Regions from separate parts of the Mus musculus genome. Here region 2 is linked to region 1. Evidence: chromatin contacts called from public Hi-C data. All regions are on one chromosome and are shown on one strand. Each heading gives the region's core, a stretch centred on a gene start, on an enhancer-like site or on the middle of the called end of the contact. The rest is flanking DNA. Distances are from core to core; before and after follow the strand shown.

Region 1 (4,325 bases), core at 1,368-3,867:
TCCCCTGGCGGTTTCATCCGGGGAGCCAGGGGCCGAGGCTCCGCCGCCCGCCGCCCCGGGCCGCTCTTCCCGGAGGGCCCCCCCTTTGCGCACCTCCTTCTTGCGGCGGTTGCAGGTGGTGGCGATGGCGATGATGGCTGCAAGCAGCAGCGTGCAGCTCCCGGCTAACACGATGATGACGATCAGCGGCGTGTCCCACTGCAGCGAAGGCCCCGACGGCGCGAGGCGAGAGCCGGGTGGCCGGGAGTGCTCTGGGCTCCCGGAGCTGGCAGGCACAGCTGACCCGCCCCCGGCTGTTACCACGAAACTGACGGTTGCAGTGGTGGTGAGAGGGGGACGGCCGCCGTCGGATATGACCAGCAGGGCCTTGAACACGCGGCCAGGAGGCTCCTGCGAGAGGTCTCCAGTAAGCATGATCTCCCCCGTGTGGCGGCCTATGGAGAAGGCCTCGCGTGGCTCCTGCTGCAGCAGATCAAAGGCCAGTTCCCCGTTGGCTCCTTCGTCAGCATCCCGGGCCTGGATGCGCGCCACAGCTGTGTCCTTGGTGGAACGTCCAGGGACCGCTACTTCTAGGGAGCCATTAGCCGGCGCCGGATGCACAAGGATCGGAGAATGATCATTCTGGTCCAGCACCCGCACTTGCACCAGAGCATTGCTGGAAAGCTGAGGGGAACCGCCGTCGCTGGCCTGGACACGCACGTCAAGCTGGCGCAGAGTCTCATAGTCAAAACTACGGAGAGCGTAGATGGCTCCGGTAGCCGGGTCTACTGAGACGTAAGTGGACACGGCTTCCCCAGAGCGGCCCACTTCGGCCTCTACCAGGCGGTAGGTGACTTGACCGTTGCGACCCACGTCAGGGTCGCGGGCTGCCACTGTGGCCAGGTAGGCGCCTGGAGGGTTGTTTTCGCGGACCGACACCTCATAGACTGGCTTGGTGAAGATCGGTGCGTTGTCGTTCTCGTCCCCCACTCGCACGGTGTAGGGCCTGACGGTGCGAAGAGGGGGTGTGCCACGGTCTTCGGCCACCAGCGTCAGGTTGTACTCCGCGATGCGCTCCCGGTCCAGAGATGCAGCGGTCACCACCAGGTAGCTGCCAGCATAGGCCGGCTGCAGCCTAAAGTGCTCGTGCCCGTAGAGGGCGCAGCGCACCTGCCCGTTGGCGCCCGAGTCCCTGTCCGAGGTGCTGACCAGCGCCACTAGACTCTCGCGCGCCGCCCCCTCTGGCACCAGCGAGGTGATACCGGCTTCCTGTGTCCCGGACCCAGTCGACGAGGCCGCGTCCGCTCCTCCGAGTGCGGCGGCAGCGGCGGCGGCGGCGAAGGGCGAGGTGGCTGGAGCCCCCGGGGCGGCCAGAGGAGTGATAGAAATTTCAGGAGCGTTGTCGTTGACGTCTCGGATGCGCACGATAACCTTGCAGGTGGCTGTCCGGGGCCCTGGACCTCGGTCTTGAGCCCGCACGTCCAGCTCGTAGGTGTCCTGGCGCTCGTAGTCCACCTGCCCAGCCAAGGTGAGGCGGCCAGAGCGCGGGTCGAGCCGGAAGAGGTGGCGGGCTTCGGGAGGGGTGCGGGCGCCGAAGGTGAACACAACGTCGCCGTTGGGACCTTCGTCGGGATCGGCAGCGTCCAGGTCGAGCAGCAGCGATCCCACAGGTGCGTCCTCGGCCAATTCCACCTCTGCCACGGCACCCTGTGGGAAGGCCGGGCTGTGGTCATTGGCATCTAGCACACGCACGCTGAGGGCTGCTGTGGCGGAACGCGGCGGTCGCCCGCCATCCTGAGCCACCAGCTCCAGGCTGTAGGAGGCCTGGCTCTCGCGGTCCAACTCCTGTAGCAGCACCAGGTCCGCACACTGGGCACCGTCCGCGCGCGTCTGCAGCTCCACGCGGAAGGGGCTGTGAGGCTCGGCTAGGCGTACACTCTGCAGCCCGTTGGCACCCACGTCCTCGTCCACGGGCACCTCCAGGGGGATGCGTGTGCCTACCGGAGCGCTCTCTGAGACCTCCACCGGGATCTGGGCTCGGGGAAAGCGGGGCGCGTGGTCGTTTACATCCCTCACCTCCACCTCCACGTGCACCAGGCGGAACTGTTCCTGCGAGAAGCTGACAACATCGAAGGCCAGCACGCACTGTGGGGACGGGCCACACAGACGCTCACGGTCCAGGCCCGCATCCCCGACGGTCAGCTGCCCGTCGCCCTCGCGTACCCGGAGCAGAGAGCTGTTGAATTGCTTCATCAGGCGGAAGCTTGTGTCTCCAGACACTTTCATGTGCAGGTCTTCTGCAAGGGTTCCGATGACTGTGCCAGGGGCATCCTCTTCGAACGTGCTGTATCGGACTGTCTTGCTCTGGGCCACTGAGAGCACCCAGCAGAGACTAAATAGCTGCAAGGGGAAAAGGCAAGGGCTGCCCCAGCGCTTCGCAGGACTCATATCGCCAATCCCCAACTGCTATTCCGAAAGGCTAACCTAAAGAGTCTTCCCCGGCGTGCAGATCGGAGCGTGAGTCCCAGGCTCTGCGAGCCCCGTGCGGGAAAAGCTGCAGCTCCGGCTCGGGCTGGCTCGGAGGACGCGCAGACCCACCCTCACTCGGCGCCTCCGCCTCCTTTCCCTGGGCTGGAGCTGCGCTGGCGAGCGCCGCCTCCGTCTTTATAGCTGCCGATATGCAAATCACTGGAAGGGGCCAGCCAATGGTCGCTTAGCCACAGCGCCGCTCCTCCGCCAACCACCGACAATCCCTTTAATGTGGAAAGGCTTAGAGGAGAAAACAGGGAAGGAAAATGAGGGAATCTTTCCTTTGTTTTAAAAACTCCTGCTCCCATTTTCTGTTAGCACCTTGCTTGCAATGAGTTAGCACTGGGCTCTGAAGTAAACGAAGCTGATGATTTTTGGAAATTGGGTGCCAGGCACCCGGTCTCTTCTGCCCGCCGCTGCGGGTACTAAGCCCGAACAAGCTGGGTTTCTCTTCAGAAGCTCCGGGTCTCACATCCTACCCCCCATCCGCCCCTTTATTTTGCATTTTAAAGGCTTCAAAACTTGCTCTGGGGAGCGAGGCTCTCTGTTCGCCTCCTCCCTCAGCTTCCCACCGGTGTGGGGAATAACCTGTCGATGAAGAAGAGTGAAGGGTAGAGCAAAACTGATTTTATTCACATTTGTGTACGCAATTGTGTTTTGCTCGTGTGAGCACCGGTGCCACTTGCCTTTCAGAAAAGAGCCCTGCGATACACGTTAGTATGCATGTCACTGTTCAAATGGCTTCCTTAAGCCCTAGGTGCTAGCAGGCAAGGAAAAATAAAGTTCCAAATAGGATTTAGCATAAGCTTGAGGAGATTTGGAAAGGTTTCAAAGATCAGACTGTATCAAAGGCTTATGAAGCCCTCGTTAGTAGTGGAAATAGAATGGCGTGGCAGGCGATCCCATTGGAGGCCCCGATGTCTGTATTATTTCACTATGACAAGCTAGAGGGGGAGAGAAAGTTGAACAGTTTCCACAGTAGAGTTGGGCTAACTTGAATATAATGAGCAAACGCCACATGTCTCCATTATGCCTCTCTATTCACCCTCAATCCGTGCCATAACTCTCAGGCTAAACGGTGATGGGCGCTGAATCCCACACAATACCGGGTTCCTACTAAAGTGCATTTAGAGATCGTTTTCCTCCTGATGCCTTGTTCCGCCTATTTAGAGGATTTGCTTTCTGTTCTAATAGGGCCTCTCTGGAAGCAACACTCGCCCTGTTCCAGAAGAACAAAATCACAGCGTGACGTTGAAACCTGGCAGGAACCTGGGGTAACTTAGCCATCTGCCTATGAAACCGTAGAACTTCAGCATTACCACTTTCCCTGGCTGGGGTCCTCGAGATGCCTCCGTAGGTATCCAGGTATCTCCACTCCCGGAGCTGAAGGACAGGTTGTGCCAACCTGGAACAAGACTGATTCTTATTGATTCTTACCGAAGGACTCTATTGAACAGGCGATGTAAATACACAGGAAGAAGGGAGAGTTACAAACACAAGTCACACACTTGGAGAAATAAAGACAATGAGTTTGCTAAGCATGTTGCATTGGGCCTCTATTCTTCGGAATCTGGACCATGTTCCTTCTGTAAGGGCCTTTTGCAGGTCTCTTCCCTTCAGACTCATTTGGACCGCTTTCAGAAGAGGAGCAGGGGTTTGCCCCGAGTAGGGAGAATACCTGAGAGGTAGGACTGGGTGGACAGTGCACTGGAGGGGATAGGGGATGTTTGGGATTGCAGGAAATGCATTCTGAGCCATTAAATAAAAATCTTTATGGGGTTGAGGAGGGGCAGTGGGTAGTTTGGGGGCTCCCTTCA
Region 2 (3,773 bases), core at 884-3,383, 53 kb after region 1:
CTTCCCCACGCGCATGTGGTTATTTTAATCCTCTTAATCACATGCCCCGTGAGGGCATGGCCCGTATAACTTCCATTCACTTGAATGTGACATTTGCTGACAGGTTTAACTGTGTTTCCCTCATCCTTCAGCAGGGGGGTGGGGGGTGTTAGCTTTGGTAAGTCTGGAGAGAAGCCCCTGCCACTGCTTGAGTACAGCCAGCCTTGGCTTGCCCTTGGCTGGTGCGCTTCTGGATTATGCCTGATAGCAGGACAGAGACCGTTTGTGAAGGATAAAGCAGCTCAGAGGTGGTGATGACGTCATGCAGAACTGCCGCAGATACAGAACACCGTACTAAGAGGTGGCAACAAACAAGGAGTTGGCTTTCTCCTCAGACGCCGTAGGCCATGGGAGGTGGTTTTCGGTTGGAACACATCTCAGTTTCGTCCTTTGTTGACGGCCTTGACATTATCTTAATTGTCTCTGTGGCACACAAGGGCTTCAGAAGTCCAGGATTTAACATCTGTGTTTCAAGAAAGAGGTAGAAGGAACAGGGTTGGGGTGGGGGCGTGGCTCAGTGTGTAGGATGATTGCCTCAGATGCACAAGGTCCCCAACACAACACAAGCTGGGAGTGGTGAAATATACTTGCTGCTCAGTGTCATAGTTAGTTTTTGTCAACTTGACACAAACCTAGGTGTACCAGGGAAGATGAACTTTCAACTGAGGAAGAACCTTCATCAGATTGGCCTTCTGGTTTGCTTGTGAGGGATTTTTTTCCCCCATTTTTAACTGATGGTTTGGGGAAGCCCACTGTGGGTAGTACATCCCTAAGAGGGTGAGCCTAGGATGTTTGAGAAAGGCGTATGACCGTGAGCCTTGGGGTGAGCTAAATAAGCAAGCCTCGTGCAGTGTTCTTCCAGGAATCTTTGTTTCAGGTTCTGACTCCAGGTTCCTGCCTTGGCTTCCCACTGATGACGGAAGCCAAATAAACCACTGCCTCAGCCAGCTAAGTTCTGGCTGCAGTGTTTAGCACAGCATCAGACAGCAAACTGAGATGCCCAGAACGTGGGAGGTGGAAGCAGGGTTAGATGCACAGGTTCATTCTTCGCTACATAGTGAATCTGGAGCCAGCCTAGGGCACGTGAGACCCCAGTTTTAATAGAAGAAAACAAACAGAGATGAGGAGAGGATTGGCTTTTTTTTTTTTTCTTCTGAAAACTTTGCTAGAGTTTCCATCTAGCCATCTCCATTTCTATTTTTGTTCACTGGTAGCAGCTTCTAGTGGAAAGGTGAACGGGTAGAGAGAGACTGGCTAGCCAACAGCTTTTCAGTCCTTCTGTGGGACACAATTAGCTTGGGCTAGGTGGTTGTATTTTTAATTGACTACCACTCCACAGAGATTATCTCAACACTTGGATGTCTGGACATGAGCTGGGGGGTTTAAGTCGGAAAGCCCACATCACTCTGTACTGGTGGAAGGGAGTGTCAATAAACCTTCAGACCTTGGGTTGGGCTGTGTGACTCAGTATATACATACGACTTTTACTTATGCCCCTTAGCTCCCTTAATTGTGACTTGGAGAACATTCCTTGGGTTATTATAGGAAGTCATTAGGACTGCAGATACAAAGTGTCTAGCATGTTAAACTTGTTAATAGGTGACAGCTGTTAAGGTAGTGAATGAAATTCAGATCATGGTCATGAAGAATTAACGTGCAGTAGGAAAATATTGTCACACACTTCCCTGTACTTTTTAAGACGTAGGCACAGGTGCCTTTCTGTTGGATGATTGACAATGGGAAGGACTAAGTTCGAATCAGCATAATTGGTGCCAAGAGGTGGAGACTGTGAGGAACGGGGCCGGGGGTGGGCTGAGGAGGGGTGCTCGTGGGGTTTTGACATGAAGTTGTGCATGAGGCTTATACACCCATCCTCTGAGTCACTTGGAAAGCCTTCAGGGAAGATGTCTGCTAGAGGTAACGAAGTGAGGGCCTTTCGGTGAGTACGAAGTGGCAGTTGTGTTGACTCTAGGTTGCTGCGAAGTTGCAGCTGGCATAGATTCTGGAGCATTCACACAAGTCTTAGCAGTCGGTAAGCTAGATTTAAAGGGAGAAGAGTCGTGAGCTCAGACTGACAATGCCAGCTGTGGGTGAGGGCGTCCTTCCAACCCCCCTGTTTGGTGTCCCAGGCGAGGCGGGGGTGGAGGGCTCTTTCCTTGTTAGTCCCTGGCTCTTCTGTGATGAAGTCATAATGACATGCGTGTGATTCTAGCATTTGAAGACAAAAATAATTTATTTTTAATTTTTTGAACAACACATCTCTAAACAAAAGCCAATTACTATATTTGGTGCTAAATTGGAAAAGAGAAGCCAGCAATCTGTTTCAAAGTTGGAAGAAAATCTGGCTGCTTTGAATTTATCGAGCAATGGTACAGTACTAAATTTTTGTGAGCAAATTAAGATATTTTCAGGGTCAATTGTGAATATACTTGGTTTTCGCGTCACGAGCCAACATTAGAATGTAACCCTTGAGTAAAATTTGACTTTTCTGTGTATTAATAAGTGATGAACACATTCATACATGGCTAGCATGACTCAGAGACCACAAATCTGGGCCTTAAAAAAACCCAACCTTCTATTCTTCTTGAATACATTACATCCTGACCACAGTTTCCCCTCTCCATTCCTCTCAGTCCCTCCCCCAATTCCTCTTTCCCTCAGTTCAACACCTCCTCTGTTTCCTTTCAAAACAAAAAACAAAACAAAACAAAACAACAACAACAACAACAAAACAGGTCTCCCAGGGATATCCACTGAACATGGTCTAACAAGATACAACAAGACTTGGCACAAACCCTCATATCACAGCCTGACATGGCAACCAAGTAGGATAAAAGGGTCCGGAACATGAGTCAAGAGTCAGAGAAAAATCCCCATTCTAACTGTTAGAAGTCTCACAAGAACACCAAGCTACATGACCATAAGGTATATGCAGAGGACCTAGCTGTTTGCAAATCTGGGCCTTAAGGTAAGATGATGTCTGTCCCTGCCATCAGTGAGAGATTTCTCATCTGACTCTGTTGCTCAGGGAAACAGGGACTTTGCTGAACTAATCTGGTCTTTTTTGTTCTGCTGGGATGGAGTTTAACTCAGGCTGGTGAATGGCAACGATCCTGTCACAATGGCTGGTTCTAAGTCAACATCTATCTACACATCTGCTGGGAGGTCCCCATTCTTGTGTCATGACCGCCCTGAACACTGTAGCTGCCCTCCTAGTTTGGTTCTTTATTCTTTCCTTGGCATTTACCAACGAATGCTATTTCCTGGTTCTTCCAGGGCTATAGGAAACCCACAAAGCTTCCCCTGGCCTTCCATCTTCAGACCCCATGTGCTGTGTCTCCTCTAGGGCTCCTGTCTCTAGCCCCCATGGGAACTGGGTCACTGCATATTGGCCATTTCTCAACATGAAGTGGAATCTTGGTGCTCTCTTGGGATATCTGGTGTGATTTGGGAAGGGCAGGGATAAGAACCCCTCCTAAGAGTTGTAGAAGCTTCTAAATATCAGATTTATCCCATGGTATCCTTTACCCAGGTAGGATACCATTATTTTGTCTCCCAGGAACAGGAAACACTTTCTGACTGACCACATTTTCTTCAGATCTTTTGTGTGTGGTCCAAGTCCTAGGCTTTTGCAACTCAAAACCTCTTTCTCTCAAACTATTGTCATTTCCTTCCTTGCCAGTTCTTCCTGGAGGAAATGAAAGCAGAATTCTTATGTTCCTGAGTGGCAGAAA

What was found. A called contact is a pair of places that touch in the nucleus more often than the background predicts.
Region 2: a Hi-C map of cortical neurons shows a contact between it and region 1, with 4 times the contacts expected there. The contact joins the enhancer-like site here to the promoter of Pcdh8 in region 1. A contact is called at or near these places in 1 of 39 promoter capture datasets (hippocampal neurons), 3 of 484 Hi-C or Micro-C datasets (cortical neurons and nephron progenitors) and 6 of 115 datasets of contacts at active chromatin or transcription factors (embryonic forebrain, embryonic hindbrain, embryonic midbrain and 3 more).

The regions. Positions count from the first base shown.
Region 1 is chr14:79,768,695-79,773,019 of GRCm38.p6, forward strand. It overlaps Pcdh8 (protocadherin 8), which reads right to left and starts at 2,618. Exons shown (of 3, transcript NM_021543.4): 1 at 1-2,618. The coding sequence starts at 2,427. Gm9748 (predicted gene 9748) reads left to right here and starts at 1,214. Exons shown (of 2, transcript NR_154550.1): 1 at 1,214-1,507; 2 at 3,703-4,048.
Region 2 is chr14:79,822,673-79,826,445 of GRCm38.p6, forward strand. No RefSeq gene overlaps it. Among named protein-coding and RNA genes, the nearest start is that of Gm10845, 45 kb to the right of the region's middle. Within about 2 kb of position 2,134, at least 13 of the 459 cell types and tissues checked have an H3K27ac peak or open chromatin away from gene starts, as enhancers often do. A contact at or near this core is called in cortical neurons and hippocampal neurons, where this site is marked.